Linked DNA regions of Bombyx mori: region 2 is linked to region 1. A link is a contact called in public Hi-C data. All regions are on one chromosome and are shown on one strand. Each heading gives the region's core, a stretch centred on a gene start, on an enhancer-like site or on the middle of the called end of the contact. The rest is flanking DNA. Distances are from core to core; before and after follow the strand shown. Region 1 overlaps LOC134198896 (a long non-coding RNA gene). Region 2 holds the start of LOC119628334.

Region 1 (7,225 bases), core at 3,644-6,143:
TAGCTTTGCCTCTGGCAATGACAATGTCCGCACGCGATCATTAACTATCAGGTAGGTCTTTTTTTTAGAATCGAGGGTCAAACTTTTTCAATGTGTTCTAGGCTAGTCTACTTTTGAAAAAAAAACCAAATGTGTGGCACTCGGGAACTGCCCCGGTAAAGCTATTGCATAGCATTTTTTATCAACTTATGCAATTATAATTAGACAATGATAATTTAATATAAAAAAATTATAAAACAAGACCACGCTATATTAAACATTAATAAAAGCAAAAAATTAACTGTCCCCTTCACACTCATAAGCTAGACCGCGCGAGAGAGAGATGGGCAGACTTTTCATGATGCGCATGCAGTATGACGTCACGCCACGCGCTTATTCACAAACACTACACAAGCGCAACGTGTGAATGTGTTGAACGCAGCTACATGGTAGGCGGAGTGAGGGGTGTTAGGTTTTTTTCGTTACGGAATTTCATGATTCGGTCGCCGCGCTCAAGGCCCGCGATAAAAGCTATACAATAGCTTAAAAATAGTTTTTTAATACAAATATAGTCAAAAATGTAGGTTAAACAATTTATATTACTGTGATAAATCAGAAAATAACTAAGGATTAATTCTAAAAGCTACTAACGTCGTTTTCTATTATACTCGGCTTAATATACAGGCGTAATTCAATTTAAACAGACAATATAAATCACTTGTGTTATTAATTAAATAAGTAAGTTCTTCGGAGCACTAACCGCAGTAGATTAGTAATAACTATTTTGCAGCCTCCGGTGAAAGCATACGGTGCCTTTGAGATGCTCGGATTAATGATAATCGGACAGTGCTTAAGTTTCTAGCTGTCATCGCGAAGCCGTTACAAGCGGGTTGAAAGGTTTTGTTTTTTATTGGTCTTGAAGGCAAACGCGAACGCGGCCCACCTGATGGTGAGTGGTTACCATCGCCCATGGACTTCAGTCATTCCAGGGGCAGAGTTAAGCCGCTGCCTGCCGTTAAGTACTCTCTTCTAGCCTCGTTTGAAGAAGGACATGTCATAGCGCTCGGGAAAAATCTCTGGAAACGCACTGTGGAAGAACGCAGTGGCTCCAGGTAGTATGGATGAACTCTACTGCAGTGGTGGACGGTGCGATGGTAAAAACGAGATGATGGGATCATCTCAATCAATTCTTCAGAGCACACCTTAGGTAGGTCCACAAATAAAATTAAGAATTTACCCCGTGTCCCAATATAGATAGGGGTATAATTATCACCAAGTGAGCCGTGAGTTCGATCACGCATATAGTGCAAAAATAGTTTTTTGAGTTACGCTTTTCTAAGCCCAACTGTGATTGATGTGCACATAAATTAATACAATATTTATCCATACATAAAAAAATAATATACTCGTACATATCTTCGCGAACAATTCCGTCTGAATCGTCAACTTGAACCGTTATAATATTCTTGTAAATAAGCCACCTTTATATTTTCTTAGCTCCTAGTTGAAAACACTGTTCTAATGTCTCACTGTCTGTACTAACCACCTCGTGATGTATGGAATCGGCGTTTTCCTTCGATTTATAACAGAACAAACGTATACATATAATATAAGTCACTAGATTAGAAAGTCACTACTTTAGAATGAATTTACAGGTTACTAGATATATCTGCCGCTCCACCCGCATTAAGAATAAATAATATGGAGTAGACTAGAAATGAAAGGTCATGCTATATCGGTTTGTATTGTGTATAAAAAGTATTTTATTGTTAAATCTCCTAAATCCGTCTTTATAGCGAGTTCCTTCTTCGGTATTACGTTTACTTCAATGTACATAAACAATTTGGTTACAATTACACTTGAATGAGTTGACGCCTTCAGCTCTAACACTAGGAGCAGGCTAAGGGACCCCGGTAACCGTACTCGTCGAACTCGACAAAGAGTTCAACATGCAACCTAACCCATGAATCAGCTCGCTGAGTTTCTCGCCGGATCTTCTCAGCGGGTCGCTATTTCGATCCGGTAGTAGATTCATTCGCGAAGCAGCTGCTCTTGAGTTGTTAGGTCTCCTTCGGAGGCGTTCGGGCAGCTGTTAGCAAATCCCACCCCTCCTACCTGAGCCTTTGCCCGCCCACCTGTCCTGGTGAAACTGGAAGGGCCTCCGGGCCACCTGTACTCTTTAAATAAATAAAAAAACACTCCATTGAATCCGCTCTCCGCACTCCGTTTTTAGGCAGCGGCTTGGCTCTGCCCCTGGCATTACTGAAGTCCATAGGCGACGATAACTACTCACCCACAGGGGGGGTCGTCTGCCTAAAAGGGCAATAAAAATAAATAAAAAAACAAGTCAAGTCAACAATCGATTTGACAATAATTATTGATTAAGGGTCAATTCTAAGCCATACTATTTATATAAGCCGTATCTAATGTACTGACACACTTCCATGACGGTATCATAATAATAGAAGATTTTAGATAGTAGGTACATAGATGAATTTATAATCTCGTTCATCAGAATGTGGTTTTGCATAAAACAAATTGATTTACTGCCAAGCGCAAAAACTGTTAATCAATAACCGACTTCAAATCAAAAAGGAAGAAAAAACGCTAAATTTTGTTGCCTCCTTGAAATAATAAAATCAGGAATCGTGGTTTTTTTCTTTCTTTTTTTTTTAAAATTTTTGAAGTTATACTTCTTTAGGCGCGTTTTGAAAAATTTATGAGAGTGAAATTTTACGATGCGCGCGCACCGTGACACAAAATTAACAGAATGAAGTTGCCCACTAAATCGCTCATTACAATACGACGGACTTAACTTGGCGAGTCTGAATATAGCCGCAGGTGAACTTTCGCGCATGTACACTCGTAAAAAAAAGTGTTATTAGCATTCATTTTTTAATAATATAAATGACAAAATTATTATTTAATATAATTCATACTAAATATTATTAAATTATTAACGTTAAATATTTATTGTTAATCATTAAAAAAAAAAAATTAATAAAGATAAAGTATAACTTCTTACGCGCGTACATAAGTACACGCACCCTTTTTTTCTCATCTATTTATTCACGTTTTAAATAAATAAATGTTTCACATCTAACAAACAGGTCAGCATTTTGTCATAAAAAGAACAAGCCTAACTAGAGTCCCTGTGGTAAGAAAAGATGAGGTCCTCGCGAAACTTTTCGTCTTGCCCGGGCTGTGTATCTCTCATAATACTATGTTAATGTATAGATAATACATGTTTCAAATAATACTACGTTTGCACGCTAGCCTTGGTAAACGTCCACAAAAACAAGCGTGTGAACGGGGTTTATGGCTGAGCTAGTCGCCAATTCGGGCAAAGGTTTTTTAACACAAATCAAAGGAAGCTTGCGGCAAGCGCTTGTGTCGTACATTACACGTTGGCGCGTTTTTAATATCAGTATCTATGGATTTGTAATCCACCATCTTCTTTGGCAAAATTTTCGCTTCCTTTGTACTGTATGTATTTATTGAAGAAAATATGTCAAGCTAAACGCAATAGCCGACACAACTTCGATCGACTTCGACGTCCACGTCTGCCATGCTTGCCGGCACAGCTTGCCTGTCCGGACCACACTAACGACCCGGAAGCGTGTAAATGACATCCAAGCGGTTGTAAAGTCTTGGAGATTATGGACGTTTGCCAAGCCTCGGCAAGCGTGTAAACGAAGCATAAGATTTGCTTTATACGATTTTCTTGAAATCGCCTTTTTTTCTACCTATTCTAGTAGCCTCGAGGGGTTATTCTAGATTCGCCTAAATAGTAGGTGAGCTCACGGGGCTCAAACCTGACGATGTTGCTAACACGGACCCTAGCAAGAGCCGTGCTTCGCAGAATCTACCACCGAATCGGAAACGCGACCCACTGAAAAGACCCGCCGAGAAACTCAGTGGGCAGAAATCGCCATTAGCCAAATCGTTGTAATCTGCAAAATATATACGCCACTAAACTTAACCAAACTGTAACCCACATAATATTCACTAACATATCAAAAGGAACTTAAGCTAAATCTAAAATGGGCATAAAATTTTGTGGTTTACTTTATTTTTACTTATTCGATTGAATATTCTATAACTATTACTCAAAATAATTATAAGAATATTTTATAAATGGCATTAAATAGTATAGTATGCTTTATTTGTGAATAAGTCAAAAATAATCAATTAGATTTGATTATGCATTTAGACTTCTTATAATAAAATTAGCACAATATATGCAATGGGCAATAAAAAAAATACTAAAAAATATACTATACCTATAACATTAATACTTCATTTGGTCCATCGTTAAAATATATAGATGTATATATATCTATATTAAAAACATATTATCAAATAGGCAATTTCTATGCATATTATTATCAGCTTTAAATTGTGATTATAAGTTTTGAGTGCCATCTGCTGGAACATTTAGTTAAAAAATAAGCTACCGCCACCTTTTGGCAATATAGTGTACTACTTCATTTTTAGTACTAAAACTTTTCATCAAGTAATAGAAACTAGATGGCAGCATAGTTTATTTTAGAAAGCATTTGTAACCAATAATAAAATTTCTTACCTAATTTAAATTTTATTGAACATTATTTTTATTTTACTTATATGTCCTTTTAACATATAATGAAACCTAAGAATCCCACGTACCTTTGGGTACGATACGATGTGTGCTTCCAAATGTTTAATATTAAGAGTATAATCTAGAGTAACAAATTAGGTACGTATTAATTCGACCTAATAGTTCGTAATTCCTAAACCTACATACTACATATGACCAATATCCAAAATACTATGAATATGCAATAGTTTATAGCTAAAATTAAATGTAAAATGTAAAGGCAGGATATTATTACTTGTGGTTTTTGGTAGCACTCCTCAGTTTACTGCTGGAGTCACGTATTTACAACTCACTTCGCTTCGGCTATGCGATTCGGAATTTGTGATTTTGTTACCCAATGTAAACTTTAAACATTGTGCATAATAAACATTTTATGCATACAAAAATAATAGATACCTATATATTTATATGTATTTTTAATTTGTCGGAAGCATCGCTGATGTGGGTTGCTGCACCAGGTATAAAACCGCTGACGTATTGATAATAATAGTTCTATCTCGTTCGTTCTTACGTCGAAACGTGTATACAGAACAGAGCGCGAAGTTGCCAGGGCTACGTAACTGAGCAAACAAGGCTCGCCTTCCTAGTCAGCGAGAGACCCGACGAACGAACGACCGACTGGCGGCGCCATTACTCTCAAAGTATTCGTACGAACGTGACTGTGTGCCAGCTTTTCATTTGTTTTTCTTTCATCGATCGCGTTAGAACATCGCTACTACGCAGTGCAAGGTAAGCGAATTAGTTTAGTTTTTCGGAAGCAGTGATCGTGTTTAATACAGTTGCGTGGAACTATACGTTTCGTGGATATGGAAAGCTTTCTCGCTTATTTATGCAAAGAATTTACTGAGGGCAGTGTGTGCAGAGAGTACAAGCAGCCGAAAGAGGCTCGCGGGTGAGGCGCGGCGCTACCTTCGCCGCCTGCGCAAGCTCGCACCCTACAAATTATAAGTTTTAAAACTAAATTGTGTAACTATTCAACTAAATCACGTGCTTCTTTCATTTCGTGTTCAGTGCTGTGTAATATTTATATTCTTTACCCGCATTTTGTATTGTAACAAGTTTTATAAGCTTTTGTGTCACTCTGTAGGCAACAACTACATAATTTTCTTTGTGTGTTTGAAACCCGTGAGCGGTTTTACCTACTTGATTTTCGCTTGGAATCGACTTGAATAGGTTATCATTCGATTTTGAATTCCTTATCTTGGCGCTAGACTATCATCGTTAGATACATGTAATATTACTTTTCCACGTTCGCATTGAAACGAAATACCTTTTTCGGAATACCAGGAAACCCATATTAAGACCACGTTTGAGTCACGTCTGAATGCAACAGGATAATACGACAAAACACGTAACATATTAACTTATCTGCAGCAATTAGCCCTAATGGTTACCAATTATAAACAAAAATACTTGATCGGGTATCGATGAATGGCGCCAAGTCGTACTATGATAGACACGGTACCGTTATATCGCTTTTGTTATACCTATTATTATGTTACCCAACATAAACTATACAATTTCGTATTTTCATTCGCAAATAACAAAAGAGCGGAATCGATTTTAACAAATAAATGAACTCGTTCATTCAACCCTGCAAACAGAAGCTCAGTTCAATGCACAATTTGTTTATTATTTTAATTAAAAAACAACAAAAAAAAAACGTGTATCACATACATAAACTGCATCGGTTGACGCAACGAAAACGCGAAACACATCATTCACCCTTTCACTGTTTTTAAGACAACGTACAATTGCTTTTGCATAAAAACGAGGTTAGCCAATCTGATGACATACAGTCGATCGTTACAAAGTTAGAGCCACCGAAGTGTCGACCTTCATTCGGACGCGTTACGTGACGGGTCTGCTGTCTCACTCACCAGACTCGCATCACAAAAAACCCCTATGATCAACACTCGTCATTGAAAGAAGCTTACTGAGTTTCTCGCCGGATCTTCTCAGTGGGTCGCGTTTCCGATCCGGTGGTAGATTCTGGGAAACTGAGGCAAAGTGTTAACAACACTTTCGGTTTGAGCCCCGTGAGCTCACCTACACGTTAAGGTAAAGCTGAAGTAGCCTCTCAAGGCTATCGGCATAGGCAGGAAAAATAAAATATTGAAAGATTTCATGATCCGTATGTGAATCGAACCTTTTTTTTTTTTTCGATACGCGTCACGTTTCAAATGATTCATCGGAGAAGACTTTAATTTCCGTTTCGGTGTTGTATTCGATGTTGCAGCGAACAATTATATTACACGTTCAACGTTCCATATGAACCGTAAAATGTTCATTGTCCCGAATTGAGTTTACGTGCGTGCATGCAAAGTCGAGGCAGAGTTGAACTGTGACGTCATCGATTCTTTAACGCCTTTCTGTCGATAATTTTCTAAACTGTGATCTAAATATTTAAATAAATTCAATTAGAAAAACCCGAAAATAAAGTCGGCTGTTTTTTAAGCTATTGCGTAGCTTTTATCGCGAGCCTTGAGCGCGGCGACCGAATCATGAAATTCCGTAACGAAAAAAACCTTACACCCCTCACTCCGCCTACCATGTAGCTGCGTTCAACACATTCACACGTTGCGCTTGTGTAGTATTTGTGAATAA
Region 2 (6,314 bases), core at 850-3,349, 53 kb after region 1:
GCACAGATTGCCGCCTTTGGTAATAGACGACTCATATATAAATAATAATTGAAGTCGTCGTGCCCTAAAAGATAAGACGTCTGGTGCATTCGTATATAGCGATGCAACGGTGTTCGAATACCGCAGGCGAGTACCAATTTTTATAATGAAATACGTACTTAACAATTGTTCACGATTGACTTCCACGGTGAAGGAATAACATCGTGTAATAAAAATCAAACCCGCAAAATTATAATTTGCGTAATTACTGGTGGTAAGACCTCTTGTGAGTCCGCACGGGTAGGTACCACCACCCCGCCTATTTCTGCCGTGAAGCAGTAATGCGTTTCGGTTTGAAGGGTGGGGCAGCCGTTGTAACTATATTGAGACCTTAGAACTTATATCTCAAGGTGTGTGGCGCATTTACGTTGTAGATGTCTATGGGTTCCAGTAACTACATAACACCAGGTGGGCTGTGAGCTCGTCCACATATCTAGGCAATAAAAAAAAATGAATATCAATGCCCTTAATCCATCATTATACCAGAGCATGACAGATAAAAATATACAGTAGGCACAATTTTATTTTGTGTCCGTCCGTGACTTCTGTGTATGCTGCACTAAACACAACCACGCAATATAAACCTGAAACAAGCCGTATTACCTTTTGCGCTCTCGGCATATCGGCCGGTAAATATCGGCCCTTCATAGTTCATTCAGTTACCGGCATCCGTGAAGTCGACACGGTCGTGGAGCGCGATCGCATAGTGCCCATTGTCGTAGTGTGAAAGTGCAAAGACTTTCTACAATAAATTATCAACGCAAAGCTATTGTCTAATCCTGTTCAGTGAGTGTGTATTTTGTTTACTGTGTTATTATTTATTGAAGTGTAAAACGACATACGGACTTTGACGATCATAATTACCATGCAAATAAAGAAGGCGTCTGCGCCGATATTGCGAAATAGTTAGAAGGAAAAACCACTGAGTAAGGTCGGATGACAGTAAATATTCATATCAGATAGCGTGGTTTTCATTATAAAGAAAAAAAAAAACGTGGGTTTTTTTAAAATATTTTTTTAGTTAATTGGTTTGTTTGATATTAAACGTTTCATTTAATAATTGATTACGGTTATACTACTGGTGGTAGGACCTCTTGTGAGTCCGCACGGGTAGATACCACCACCCTGCTTATTTCTGCCGTGAAGCAGTAATGCGTTTCGGTTTCAAGGGCGGGGCAGCCGTTGTAACTACATTGAGACTTTAGAACTCATGTCTCAAGGTGGGTGGCTGATTTACGTCGTAGATGTCTATGGGCTCCAGTAACCGCTTAACACCAGGTGGGCTGTGGGCTAGTCCACCCACCTCAGCAATAAAAAAAAAACAAACAATTACCTATGCAACGAATTTACGATGTTCCATAGATATGTAAGCTTTGCTTTTAAATCGATTCCATAATTATATTAATTGTTTTTTTTTCCTATATTCAAAAATATTCCAATACAATTTTAACAAACCAAGAACTCTTGCTATCCGTTTACTGAGGCAGTCAACAAACGGACAGATGGACAATGCTCAGATAAGATTTCACTAGAACAATGCCTGGAACATCTGTTCTCTTTGTCTACATTTTATTGACGAAGATACAATATAGGCAGTGTCATTCATTATACGTGTTGTGGATATTTCCATTTGTAGCGTTGATTTTAAATCGTAATAAATACATACATTCCGTTTTCAAATAATTTGTTTAGATGTTATTTTTTTAAGCTTTCATGCGTTAAACAACTAATTAGTACAGTTCTTATAGCAAAATAAACACTCCAAAAACAAGCCTTTTAAGAACCAACAAATTCGTCAGCCCAGTAGTATTAGTTGAATGATTTCCAAACATACATTAAAGGCCATTAATATAATTGGAAATTTAGAAACCGAAGTCATAATTTTTTTTGGAAGAACATGCCCACTCGATTCTCTTTGGTTGTCGCGTCCAATGATTGATCACAGCACCGCCACTATTCTTGACTGCTGTCAGATAATTTAATAATAGTCAAAGATAAGTATGTATATTTTGTCGGTTGATTAAAATATCCCTTTGTCACGTTTCAGAGTTCGCTACGACATGGGGGCAAGGTCCCGGGAGTTACTACTGCTCCTGGCAGCATGCGCGCTGGTATTCGGCGAATCTATCAATAAAACCGTCAAGAAAGACAAAGACGCCGACAACTTATTGGATCAATATGAGGATTACGAACCCGCGGAATACCAAGAGGTTTTGTACAACGAGGACAGGCCCTGTCCCAGAGACTGCATATGCTCTGTATCTCAGGGATACAGACAAGCCAAGTGCAGCTTCCTCGAAATCGGTACACAAAAGTTCGGCGATGATATCCTTGATCTCGTGGTCGAAAACGCAGATCCCCGCTACCCGATTAATCTAGACGACTTCATGTTCAAAAAACTCGGACTTCACCAGGTTGCTACTGTAAAAATCGTGAACAGCACGATTGGTTATATCGCCCCCAATGCTTTCCATGGTGTCCATGACCTTTACGCAGTCAACCTATCCAACAACAACCTAAAGAGCCTTCATCCTGAGACGTTTGCGAACAATAAGAAGCTGTTACTTCTAACGCTTTCAAACAATCCCCTCAAATTTCCTGCAGCTGGGTCCGAAAATTACTTCTTGAACGCTTCCTCTGTACAAGAGCTTGATGTTTCATACTGTAACATGCAGTACATCACGGCAAATACTTTCAAAAATATGCCTGGTTTGATGTACTTGAATGTTGCCGGTAACAACCTATCCGATATGGATCCAGATACATTCAAAAAATTACTCGATCTCGAAGAGTTAGATCTCCGCAACAATCACATTAAATCGCTCCCCGACGACATTTTCTCGGAAAACACCGAACTAGCAACACTGCATTTACTGAAAAATCCTATTGATACAGTGTATGGCCTCCAAATATCCGATTTGCTTACACTTAATGCGGGACAAACAAACATTAAGTTTGTTGGGCCATCAATGTTCAACGGTATGGGTCTTATTGCTAATCTCAACCTCAGCGGAAATAGTATCGAGAAAATCCATAACCAGGCATTCCACAAATTAGTAGAACTCAATTATTTAGATTTGTCGTATAATAATTTGGATTACATGTCCAGTATTCTTATCAAAGAAAACATCGAACTTGACATCTTCAAAATTTCAAACAACCCACGGCTAAAACATTTACCGGTTGAAGGTTTCACATGCTCATCTGATCAGTTTAATATTTACTTCTTTGGCGCATCTGACTGTGGTCTAGAAGAGATTTACGATAATTCTCTGAAAACATTCTCTGCTCTGTCAATAATTCATCTATCGAATAATAAATTAACTACCATAAACAATACCGTTTTCTCGCACTGCCCTAAATTAATGGAAATCAATCTTGCTTATAATATGCTCACCACTTTAGATCCTAAGCTCTTCGCAAAGAACAATGAACTTGCAAAGCTTAATTTACAAGGTAACCCTCTTAAAGTACTTTCTGCGGAAATTTTTGTCCACACTCCGGCCATGATTTGGCTAGACATGAGTCACGCTGAATTAACCTCTTTGTGGAAAGTAGATAAAAATCACCCACTGACAGTTCTTATCAATTTACTATTCTTGAATGTATCCCACAATAGAATTACGGAAATTAAACAAAACGAATTAGATAATTTGAACAAACTACGTACTTTAGACATTACCAACAATCCGTTGGCCTGCAGCCGAGACTTTGAAAACCTCATGACATGGCTGAACAACCACACAGTGTTGCCTACTGGTAACTCTGCCAACGTCGCCAATATGGCTAGAGATGGAAAAGATGATGATGCCACTTACAGCTGGGATTTCCTGACTATCAAGACTTGTGGAACTACAGTTATTTCCCATCCTGTTGAACCATTATCGGCTGTATCTGACGAAGAAATTTGGGAAAGAATCGACAAGGACACTGAGGGTAATTTCGATTTGAAGAACACCTTAGATGACGGTAAAATTCCTGATGATACCAACGCTTCTGCTGACAGCAAACTAATAATTGATAGCACTGATGAAGAATCAGATGACGTTGATCCCGATGATGATGAAGACGAGGGCGACGATGATGACGACGAAGACGACTCTGGCGAAGATTACGAGAATGATGACATAGATCTTAAATATGAGCTCATCAACAAAACGGACTCGAAATCTGAGAATACAAAGAAATCTGAACAACAGGCCACAGAGAAAGTTAAGATTGACATCAAGCTCTTAGACTTATACGAAAATTCTGAGCCAGACGTCTATGTACGAACATCGACCGAGGAAGAACACGGCCATTACAGCTACTTGTGGCCAATATCCATTGCCATCCTCGGAGCGCTTTTGTTGCTAATCGTTATCGCTAAGGTCGTCATGATGACGTGTAAATCAAGAACCAGGCAGCTCAGATACAACAGTGCCATTATTGCAGCGATGAGTCAACCCGGCCGCACCAAAAAGGACTGCGGCTTGGTATACCAGCAGTTGTCCGAAGACCTCACAGGTCCGGCCACTCCAAAACTAAGCCGATATGCTCCACTTCACAGCGTCACTGTCAATGCATCCAACATGTCCTATGAGAGCAGTCCCTTCCACCACAACAACATCGTGCCAGAAGCAGTGTGAGCCACACGTACAAAATTTAATTTTTAAGAGTTATATCATGAAACTAACAACTGAGCTAACTCTTTTTCAAGCAACAAGTGATAGAATATACGCGCTAGTCACACAATAAATATTTGACACATTTCATATTAGTGCCTTTATGTGTACACTCGAGTAACAATTCGACCAAATTATCTAGCGCTTTTTTTTTGAATTATCAAGTAACAAATCGAAGTCAAATTACTAATTAATTTAAGATTATACATATTATTATATATTATACAAATTAGTTGATAGGTTTATTTTATGTACTTAAAAATATTAAAATTAAATACTAAAATGTGGTTTTTGTTTCATCTACCCAAAAAAAACCAGATTATATCCAATATAAAAATATTTATTTTTGAAATACTATATTTAATTACTAAAACTAATTAGTTCTGTAACGATTTTACAATGGCGAAATATATATTACTAACAAGAATGATGTTTCATTTGAGCAATCACTATCAAATACAATTTACATTAACTTACATTGAAACAATTAGTAAATGGTCAATGATTCCTCCAGCAATTTTGATAAATCCTCTTCAGATTGTGTCACTGGAGCGATTTTTAATAAACGATCCTATAACAATACAAGGACAAGAATCTGTAAAATTTGTAGGCCCTTTCGAATAGTATAGTAATTAATTTAAAAGATTAGAATCAAATATCCTGTACCGATTTCAGTATTTCAACAGACGTCTGAAGAGTACACTATTCAGCAGTGTCAGGCTGATCTGATTAAGCTGTTTCCACAGTTTAATTTAACATTTAACATTTCAATTGGATCAATATGATAAAAAATTATGTAAAAAATTCGAAATTTCCAAATTTTAATAAATAAATTCGAAGCTGGGTTTTCAAATTGAAACAAAGGCAAATCGATATACCTGTAAAACTAAAAAGAACGATGATTTTGAATCTACCAAAAAGTTATTCTTATAACTCCAAACAACCTACCTGAGGTAAAGCACCCTTGACCAAGTCCGGTATGTCGTCATTAGTATATCCTAATGCCTTCAATCCGTTTTCAATCTTCAACTTATCCATATACAAGAGTATGACGTCGGAGAGTATTCTACCGGCGTCTTTTCTCTTAGCGTTGGTGACGTCAGCTCCTAGCAGACTGGCTGCTTCTAGATGTTTCTCAGGGTCACTAGATGCGGTGAATCGGAAAACAGCCGGCGCTGTCATTACAACCGACAGGCCGTGAGGGATTATCGGATTGGAACTGCAAATTGAACAGACAAATCTTTTATATACAATTCAAGCGTAAATCTTCTGACGAATTGGTTAAGCCTTCGGCTTAGTTAAACGGTCTGCATGACTTTTATAAAAAACTAGCGGCCCGCCCCGGCTTCGCTTGGGTAGTAGCGCACGTGATGTAAATAATTTTAGGTTTTTTTTTTACACTGGGTTACATTATTGGAGTTTCAGTAAGGATCCCTAATTTTTTTGAAAATATAATAAATATAGCCTATGTCACCCGTGGATAGCGTAGCTTTCCAACAGTGAAAGAATTTTTTAAATCAGTTCTGTAGTTTCGGAGCCTATTCAATACAAACAAACAAACAAATCTTTCCTCTTTATAATATTAGTATAGACTAAACTATAATATTACCG

Evidence for each region. A called contact is a pair of places that touch in the nucleus more often than the background predicts.
Region 2: a Hi-C map of posterior silk gland shows a contact between it and region 1, with 2.3 times the contacts expected there. The contact joins the promoter of LOC119628334 here to the enhancer-like site in region 1. A contact is called at or near these places in 6 of 7 Hi-C or Micro-C datasets (midgut, posterior silk gland, an unstated tissue and 1 more).

The regions. Positions count from the first base shown.
Region 1 is chr5:6,168,203-6,175,427 of ASM3026992v2, forward strand. The region is part of intron 1 of LOC134198896 (a long non-coding RNA gene); the gene reads right to left. Among protein-coding and RNA genes, the nearest start is that of LOC134198896, 8.7 kb to the right of the region's middle. Within about 2 kb of position 4,894, at least 8 of the 8 cell types and tissues checked have open chromatin away from gene starts, as enhancers often do.
Region 2 is chr5:6,223,539-6,229,852 of ASM3026992v2, forward strand. LOC119628334 reads left to right here and starts at 2,100. Exons shown (of 1, transcript XM_038011275.2): 1 at 2,100-4,986. The coding sequence starts at 2,100. The coding sequence ends at 4,667. It overlaps LOC101738633 (probable hydroxyacid-oxoacid transhydrogenase, mitochondrial), which reads right to left. Exons shown (of 8, transcript XM_038011278.2): 7 at 5,652-5,922; 8 at 5,023-5,274. The coding sequence ends at 5,191. LOC134198894 (a long non-coding RNA gene) reads left to right here and starts at 5,919. Exons shown (of 2, transcript XR_009973166.1): 1 at 5,919-6,314.